3 separate regions of the Triticum aestivum genome follow, and regions 1 and 3 are each linked to region 2. Evidence: chromatin contacts called from public Hi-C data. All regions are on one chromosome and are shown on one strand. Each heading gives the region's core, a stretch centred on a gene start, on an enhancer-like site or on the middle of the called end of the contact. The rest is flanking DNA. Distances are from core to core; before and after follow the strand shown. Region 1 holds the start of LOC123137597 (RNA polymerase II C-terminal domain phosphatase-like 1). Region 2 holds the start of LOC123137596 (WD repeat-containing protein 44). Region 3 has its middle 63 kb from the start of LOC123137595.

The links. Hi-C and Micro-C count contacts between places; a contact is called where the count stands out from the background.
Region 1: a Hi-C map of leaf shows a contact between it and region 2, with 4 times the contacts expected there. The contact joins the promoter of LOC123137597 here to the promoter of LOC123137596 in region 2. A contact is called at or near these places in 3 of 5 Hi-C or Micro-C datasets (all in leaf).
Region 3: a Hi-C map of leaf shows a contact between it and region 2, with 6 times the contacts expected there. The contact joins the enhancer-like site here to the promoter of LOC123137596 in region 2. A contact is called at or near these places in 2 of 5 Hi-C or Micro-C datasets (both in leaf).

What each region holds. Positions count from the first base shown.
Region 1 is chr6B:483,804,394-483,807,555 of IWGSC CS RefSeq v2.1, reverse strand. It overlaps LOC123137597 (RNA polymerase II C-terminal domain phosphatase-like 1), which reads right to left and starts at 1,891. Exons shown (of 17, transcript XM_044557415.1): 1 at 1,149-1,891; 2 at 1-158. The coding sequence starts at 1,424.
Region 2 is chr6B:483,421,115-483,423,972 of IWGSC CS RefSeq v2.1, reverse strand. LOC123137596 (WD repeat-containing protein 44) reads right to left here and starts at 1,281. Exons shown (of 7, transcript XM_044557414.1): 1 at 1-1,281. The coding sequence starts at 877.
Region 3 is chr6B:482,966,103-482,969,340 of IWGSC CS RefSeq v2.1, reverse strand. No RefSeq gene overlaps it. Among protein-coding and RNA genes, the nearest start is that of LOC123137595, 63 kb to the right of the region's middle. Within about 2 kb of position 1,445, at least 2 of the 8 cell types and tissues checked have an H3K27ac peak or open chromatin away from gene starts, as enhancers often do. A contact at or near this core is called in leaf, where this site is marked.

The sequences.
Region 1 (3,162 bases), core at 642-3,141, 380 kb before region 2:
ACAATACCGAGGCAGCGGAGATTTAACATGGTCAAGCAAGAATTATACAGACCAAATGGCACTTTATAGCCCCAGAAACATGCATGGTTTGTCAAGTTTCTCCCTGATGTCATTGCCACTAAATGCAATTCTTCCTCTCCTAACGGAACAACTGCAGTCTGCAAGCACAAACAAATAAAAGGAGCAATATCAATAATAGAAGTATATACATATAAATGTTTTTTTCTGAGTAAAAACAGAAAATAAAGGTAAATGGAATGTAAAAAATGAAGATAGATGTTTTTCAACAGAACAAACTAAGTATTTAAGTTCCTAGGCAAACAGGAGTGCAAGAATTTGATTCCGAATTATGGAATCGGAGTATGACGTAAATTACACTTGTCTCTTAAGGCAGTAAGTTGAGGATGGAAATATTCATAGCCAAGCAACAGCACCTCTCAACTTTAAAGCTAACAGAAGTGGATTACTAAATACAAAATTAAATGCATTGCCAAACTGAAAATCAAATTTTCTCGTCAAGTTTTTTGCAGTGAGAATCCAGCAGAATCTTGTTACAATGGATGTCTATGTAAGTTCACACGTCCTTGAAATTCTTTCCAAAAACAACAAATCAAGGTTCAAATTCAATTAGAGTGATCAACTGATGTGACGTCCAAGTAATTAAAGTCCCTGAGTATCAGACAAATTAACAGTGTTTCACAAGCCATCGGACTTAATGTTCCAACTCATCAGTAATCAAACTGGCAAGTTGAGATTCTATTTATGTAAGATAGGAACGAATTAAAAGCAAGTCCAAGTCCAGAAAACACCGTCTATAAAATGATTCCTTCGAGTCAGCATCAGCAATGGAAAAAATATCAGGGCATTTTGTCGGCTGACTTATTCAGAGTCCACATACATACATATCCATGCAGTAAATGTTAAGGTTTTGTCCTGGTGAACTTGTCCATGTAAGATTAAAAAAGATTTTCCAAAATGTCCATGTAATAATATTAAAAGTTTCATGTAAAATTAGAGAGTTTCCTTGAAACTTTCCGTGTAAAATTAGAGAGTTTCCTTGAAACTTCCCATGTAAGATTACAGAGATTCCTCAATCTGTTGTCGTTGATCTTTGTTTGTTTTTTTTATGCCGGGGATGATTTAGATACCTTATTGTCCCTGAGGCAAGCAGCGTGCATGGCGACGAGTGGCGGTGGTGGCTCGTCGGCGGCCTTGGGCGGCCTGGACTCCATGACGAGGCAGCGAGCCCCGACCGCCACGGTGTGCATGACGGCGAGCGGCAGGCAGCGCTCGCTGGGCGGGGAAAGGCGGTCCACGCGGATCTCTCGCGCCCACGCCGCCGCGCCCAGGTTCGTGTCGCCCTTGGGCCACACCTCCACCTCCCCGATGGAGGTGTTCCCGTAATAAACCATGGACTTGATCATTCTCTCTCCAACGAAACCAACAAAACAGACAAACAGATCTCGAAGGAACGAATCCTTCCTCTAGGTCAAAAGTTTCGTTCGACGCGTCCAAAATCAAAGGGCCTGGTTCTCACACAGGTAGATCTGCAATCCGCTTGCAGATCTGTTCTTATGAAGCGTCCGAAACAAAAAAAAAGTAAAATTGAGACGGGCAGAGGGGGAGGATAGATGCGTGCGCGTGTGGTCTTAGTAACGATGGTGCTTCAGATCGTGCCCGAACTATTCACCGTTTCTAGCCCAGATTTGGGGGTGGATTGGTCAGATCTGGGGGAGTTCGTGCGCTGCCGCGTCAATGGCGGCCGCGTGAGAAGGGGGAGGGGAGGGAGGCGGGGAGAAGCTTGAAACCCTAGGCGTCTGATCGGGACGAGTAAGAGGAGAGGGATTTATTTGGTAGGTTGCGGCAAGGCCTGGTGGTGGTGGGCAGAGGAGAGGACGAGAGGGTGGGAGCGCGGATATGTTGGCACTATCGCCACGTAATTAGCAGGGATTTTCTTTTCCTTCTTGATTTCTGGACGAGAGCACGAGGCTGTCACGTCTCGTGCGTCGGACAGTGGCTGCCGAGCTTTTATTATGCTCGTGGGTGAGTGGGTGGGTGGTTGGCAACATTTTCTCTTCCAAGACCGTGCACGACTCCTTTTGCATGGACCGGCTAATCAATAAATAAAAAGACTTTAAAAAATAGAAGTAGCAGTCGGATTCCGAACGCTAATAAAAAAACTAATTTTTCTGGTTGATGTTAAACAAAAGAAACTTCTTATTATATTCATCTTCAATCATGGTATTACAACGAAAACCCTCGCAAAAAGAAAATAATAAACTAGGAACATTTACGTTGTCCCCCTAATTTCTGTCCGGTCTCATCTTTACCCCTAAATAAAAAGAGTGCTCAACTATATCCCTCTTCCGGCTAGTGCCCTTATGGAAATACCCCTTTGCGCCGTTTTCATCTGGTCAAAGGCCTTTGGCCGTCTACGGGGCATTTTCTATACAATTTTGCCCATATTTGAATATGTCATTTACACACACATGAGACCTACCACCTGAAAAAGGAAAAAAAAACTCTCTCTCACCTCCCCTCTCTCTTATAGGTGCACCCCAAACCAAAAAAACTCTCTCTCCTGGCATGTGCGTCGGACGGTGGCTGCTGAGGTTTCATTATGGTGGGTGAGTGGGTGGGTGGGTGGCAACATTTTCTCTTTCAGGGCCATGCACGACTCCTTTTGCATAGACCGGCTAATCAATAAATAAAAAGACTTAAAAATAGAAGTAGCAGTCGTATTCGGAACGCTAATAAAAAGACTAATTTCTCTGGTTGATGCTTAAAAAAAACTTTCGGTTATATACATCTTCAATAATGATAGTACAACCAAAAAAACTAGAGACATTTACATTCTCCCCCCCCCCCAATTTCCACCTGGCCTCATCTTTACCCCTAAATAAAAATAGTGCTCAACTATACCCCTCTTCCGTCTATGCCCTTATGAAAATACCCCTATGTGCCGTTTTCATCTGGCCAAAGGCCTTTGACCGTCTACGGGAAGTTTTCTTGACAGTATTTCCCCTATTTGGATATGTCATTTACACACACATGAGACCTACCACCTGAAAAAAATCTCTCACCTCCCCTCTCTCTTACAGGAGGGCCCCAAACCAAAAAAACTCTCTCACACAACCCCTTCTCTCTCTCCTTGACATGTGG
Region 2 (2,858 bases), core at 32-2,531:
CACGGTCTGGACCATGGCGTGCAACGCCATCCTGGCTGTCTTCCGTAGCCGAGCTGGAGTGGCGGCCACCCTTCTCTGAGGACGTGTCCTTGTCGTCGCCGCGGCGGTCACGTGAATAGGTGACCATGGAGCCAGCCGCACTGCGGATGGTGTGAAGCCAGCTGCTGCGCCGCCTAGAACGCGCCCCGCCATTGCTGGAGCCGGAGCTGGACCTCTCCATGGGGGTGGAGGCGCCACTTTGGGAATTGGAGTTTGGGTTGGAGTTGGTGACGCTTTGGCGGCGCATGAGCTCCTGGACGATGGGGGAGCGGCCGATGAATAGCTCGAACTCCTCCACGGTAAGCTGGCGGCCGGTACCAACCTCGCGGAGCCCGAACTCCTCCCTCACCACGAACTCGCTACCGTCGTCGAGGTTCCTGATCAAGCAGCTTGGGTCCTCCTCGACCGCCTCCAGCGTGGCACTGGCATCTGATGCGTCGGACGAGGTGGGGCGCAAACGGCCGCCTCCAACCGGAGGCTTCGCGGTGGAGGCCCCATCCGATCTGGACCGCGAGACGGGAGAAGCCGGCCGCGGTCCCACATCGTCGTAGGAGGCGGATCGGCCCATCTCGAATCGCGCGAGGGAGGGGTCCCCCGCGAGCCCCATCAGCTGGAGCAGCCGGTGGCGGCGCTCCTGGATGGGCGCCGGCTGGGAGGTCCAGAGGTCGAGCGCCGCGGCATCGTAGCGGCGGCTGCGGCGCGGGAGGTCGACGCCGTCGTCGTCCGAGGCGGAGGTGGAGGAGGCCGAGGAGGAGAGGATGCGGTCGAGCGACTCGTAGAAGAGCTCCTCCGTGTCCTCTTCCCCCTCCTCCCCCAGCACCTCGTCTTCCACGCTCATCGCGCCGCCGGCATTGGCCGCCGCCGCGGAGATCGGGGCCGCGCGCGCGCCCGCGGTGCTCGAGGAATTGCGCGACAGGGGGAGGGGAGGGGGGGCGGCGTGGGCGAAGCGAGGGGGGGAGAGATGGTGAAGTCGTAGCAGCAAAGTGGCGTCAGATCCAGCAGTTGGCCACTCCCTGCCGCGCGCGACAGCTTAATCGCGACCCGCTGTTGCCTCCCTCCTCCCTTTCCTTTCCCCCGCCGTCTTACTTAAGGGTGGTTGGCGCTCGCGTCGCCGTCGCTGCTGTCATCGCGGTAAAATGTCCTCTCCTCTCCCTCGCCTGCGCCGCTCATGGTGGTGATGGTGGTGCGGTGTCGTCACTCGTTACTGCCTGCCGGTTTCTACTGTGTAGTGTGTGTAGTGTGTGTACTGCCTGCCTGATGGTAACTGGCGGAGGCAGAGGCGAAGCGTTCTCCGCTCGGGACGGGCGAGTTAAATTCGGGTGCCGTGGGGGCCAGCCTGGCAGCGAGGGAGTAAATTTTGTTCCGTCCGGTCCGACAGGGGTAACAACCGCCCGCGCCGTTTCCGATCGCAGCCGTGTCGCTGGTGTTTTTATGACGCCGCTTTGTGGACAAGGCGACGAGATGATTGCATTCACGGCTCTCCGTAGCAGCAGTACAATTGTTTTGCCCTTTCTTTTTGCGCGGATGCTACCCGCCGGTCGACCGGTCCAAATTTCGGCCGATCGCGGTGCGACGTTGGATTATCTCTCTTCGGCCCATTTTGGATACTCTAATTTAGCTAGAGGTTAGAGTTAGTTTCTAATTCATAATTAATTCCGAGCTATTCTAGCCAAAGAGGTGTTTGGATGACAGGGTTAGATTGATAATAAATGCACTTTGTCAATCATTTGGCTCCTTTAAACCCTCTTTCCTGTCGGATTTGGTGTGATCGGCTCTTGTGTGGCCTCCTCCCACTCACAATCGCCACATACACACAGCCGCCCCCCAGTCCTCAATCATCGGCCACGCACGCCACCTCAAGCCCCAGTTGCCGGCCTCCGACGGATCCAATCGCGCCGCCGGTTCAGATCCCCGCCACGCGCACGAGTAGGAGGAGGAACGAACGAACTAACCTCTCACGACCTCCCTGCTAGATGCGCCGCTGCCGCACACGAGAGAGAGAGAGAGAGAGAGAGAGAGAGAGAGAGAGAGAGAGACGACGACGACGACGGGCGATGGGGGAGCGGGTGAGCGGGGCGAACTTCGGAGGCTGGAGGGCGAGCGGCGGCAGGAGGAGGGCGCGCCTGGGGTGTCGACGGCGCGATGGGGAACGGGAGAGGAGACGCATGAGGGGGGTGCGGGAGTGGAGTTGCACGACAGGGTGCGGGAGGGAGGGATCTGGTGCAGGGATAGACAGACTTTTTTAATGGGCCCAGGAGAACTAGCTCCAATTAGCACCCCTTGGATGGGATAGTTTCTTTTGATGGGTTAGATGCAACTAGCTCAAACTAGCACTCATGCTTAAATATTTTACGGCTGTTTGAGCCCAAACTAGCTCAAACTAACTCTAAGCCATGGATCCAAACAGAGCCTTCTCTTCGATCTGAACACAACACTCGTAGGAATCACGCCACCAGTGCTCGGCGGCAACCTGTGTTGTCGCACTCGCCCCGCGCTTTTCCTCAACCATGTGCTCGATGGCAACCCGCGCGGCCTCGTGCTCGTCCTCATGTCAATTCCAGTGCGTCCGGGTGCCGGTTGTGGCATGCCGGTCTCTAGTCATCGCGTGCCATCGTCGTCGCGTGTCATTGTCACCGTAAGCAGGACTACAGCCTCCCGCAGCCCCGACGACGGTTGCAGTGCAATCTCGTGTCGACCGTGATTTGGACAGTGTTTGTGCCGGTTGCAGCAAAACAATAGCATGATTTCGAAAAACAATACATAGTCCAACAAAACACAAAAAATGCATGGTTCCAACAAAAAATGCATGGTTTCAACAA
Region 3 (3,238 bases), core at 196-2,695, 450 kb after region 2:
GGATGAAACGTGTAGTTAAGTTAGATGAGCTGCTTTTCAGACAAAGAAAAATGTTAGATGAGGGATTGCTGCTGACAAATAGTAGCTGCATTAGAGAAAAAAAAAATGAAACTCATGGGCTCTAGCACCCATGGTTTATTGATATAGGAGAAAGCATCCCTTGTGAGAAACCAGAAATTTGTCCCCGACGTGGCTCGAACCCTGGTTGCTGGAGACGCCACTGCGCTCCCTTGCCACTAGGCTACAGCCTAGTTCTCAAAAATGAAACTCATGGGCACCAGCACCCACGGTTTATTGATATAGAAGAAGCATCCCTTGTGAGAAACCAGAAATTCGTCCCCGACGTGGCTCGAACCCTGGTTGCTGGAGACGCCACTGCGCTCCCTTGCCACTAGGCTACAGCCTAGTTCTCTAAAAGATGAAACTCATGGGCACTAGCACCCATGGTTTATTGATATAGGAGAAAGCATCCCTTGTGAGAAACCAGAAATTCGTCCCCGACATGGCTCAAACCCTGGTTGCTGGAGACGCCACTGCGCTCCCTTGCCACTAGGCTACAGCCTAGTTCTCTTTTGTTGCATCATGTGAAGATCACTTTTGTTGCATCTCTCGACTAAGTATATGTTGCTGCTGTTAGCTAATAGTGTGGTACGAACAATTGTAAAGCGTGCCGACGTTTTTTTCCATTTCTGAAGATATGTTGGTAGATATTTTCGAGCGAGTCAACCCACCATGCCTTTAGCTAGACAACACATATACAGGATGTTTTATTTTTGTGGAACAACGAACATTACTCCTTGCGGCAGTGTTAAATCTCCGAGAGGTGTCTATTATACTGGGGGTTCGGCAAGGTATTTCAGTGCTAAAATAAAATGCAATGCCACTGGCTCTGTACGCTCGGAATGTATTCTTACAGTCAAGTGATGTCAACCCAATGGAGATTTGCTTATCGATCTTTTTTCTTTTCTTTTGTTCAGCTGTTAGCGAATGCATGCCATGGTCCAAATGGCCAAATAACATGCGTACAAGATGAGGACGAGCATCAGGGTGTAGATCCAGTTATTCTGCAGATATTCTTTCTGCTGAGCTGTTGCGTGCCAGGAAGAGAAGAAGAGGTCAAACGATATGTACAAGAGCAGTGACGCCATGTCCGCCACCCCCCGCACTAGGATTGACTTTCATCGTACCAACAATATACTACTGCGAGGCACGCTAATGCGGGGCGATTACTTGGCTAATCCCCAGAGCACTTCCCGATTAAACAAAGCGCGCCCATGCTGATCCGTTCGGTCGGCTACAGCGACACTCGCTGATGCGCCCCTCGGACGCCAAACGGGTTCGTGAGAGCTGAAAGGATCCTCCTCGTCGTCGGTGACCTCAGCCCAAACCTAATCCTAACGACGCGCGGGGAGGCGGCTTGATAAGGTCGTTACGTGCCTTGATCCAGGGTTAAGCGAGCCAGGAGTAGTGATTAAACAACGCGAGGCGGTAGAATTATGCGCAATCATTGCCTTGTATCTATGCGCGGACCTTATCGCGGGTACGGCAACCTGCATGATTGCGCCTTGCGTAGCCCTGCAGAGTTTAACTACGACTCGAGGACGACTGGCCACTTTCTTGGTCTATCTCCTGCATTGGCGGGGCAGGTGGAGCTCTCTCAAAGGGCTTGCTTGCTAGCCACTTCGTTTACTAGTGGCTTGTTGGTGAGCGATTGTCCCTGAAGGACACCCGTTAATCCCTGTCTCTGCAGAGTCAGGCCATTTCTAACCGATTCCTTATCCAGCTGCAAGGAAGTATAAGTGATTTTTTTCCCCAAGTCGCACATAGCCGATCCCTTATACCGGTTAGTGGAGTAAAAAATTGTTGGAAATATGAGCAATTTACCGAATGATTTTATTAACAGAAATAGCTGATAAAACATGGCTAGTATAGCAGTGATAAAATAAGCCATGCGATTTGACAAAGAGAAGGTAAACAACATGTTCATATATAAACCGTAACTAAACATATCTAGAGCAGACAGTATAGCAGGTTACACATATGAAATAGAGTCTAACATATCTAGGGCAAATACTACAATCAGGAACTGTAGCAGAACCTCTAATAGAAAGGGGAGATACACGTACGTGATAGCAGTAGGAGCAGAGACACTGGACTTGGAGTCGGTGTCCTCCATGTCGTCGAGGAGGTTGTCGACGTCGGGGAAGTAGTCGTCGGAGTCCGGGGCGTCCGTGACGAAGAAGTCAGTAGTCGCGCAGAGCGCTCCCCAAAAACCTTATCACTCTTCTCCCGTACAGGACTCAAAAGGTGCGGTTCCGGAGGCCTACTGTCCCGACCAGCGGTGCACGCCGCAAGCTGGGATGAGGAAGAACGTAACAGCAGCGCAGTGCTCAGGAACTTGTGGCGAGAGGAGGAAGAGATTCTGGTGCGTCTCTCTGAGAGGAGCGACCTCCCTTTTATAGGCGCAAGAGAAGGAGGCGAGAGGCTGCGCCGGGAGCTGAAGGGAACGCGGGAGACGAAAAAATGTTAGACATCGGCTCGGCTCATTCCCGCAACCTGCGGCGCGGCGCGGCGGGCGGCGGAGGAGGAGCGCGTGTGGATGTCCCCCTTGTTCTAATGCTCATACAAGTGGGGAAAGAGCCTCCTTTATAAGGAGGTCCAACGCCCACTCAACTAGCAATGTGGGACTAAACATTAGTAGTATCCCTTGCCTTGCACAAATGGGCTAAGTGGGCCTTTAGAATTTATTTAGGAATTTCTGAAATAGTTATTGGGTTGTCCCAAAATAGACTAAATTCCAGCAATCCCCCACCAGATCCCAGAGGCACACAAAATCTGCCTTTGGTTACAAAACACTGTTTTATATACCGGTACTGCAGTGGAGACTGTTAAGTTGAACTTCCACCTAGAACTCTATGCTACACTAATAAGCAACTTGAACAGTGGACTGGGCCTTGAACTGCAAGTTTTCTACGAATCCAGCTTCACATAAAGCCTTGACCGGTACGTGGCTACCGTGGGTCTTCCCCGCGGGTGGAGCTTATCCGTCATACTCCGAGACCTTTTTGTTGGGGAACGTAGTCATTTCAAAAAAAATCCTACGCACACGCAAGGATCATGGTGATGCATAGCAACGAGAGGGGAGAGTGCTGTCCACGTACCCTCGTAGACCGTAAGCGGAAGCGTTATGACAACGCGGTTGATGTAGTCGTACGTCTTCATGATCCGACCGATCCAA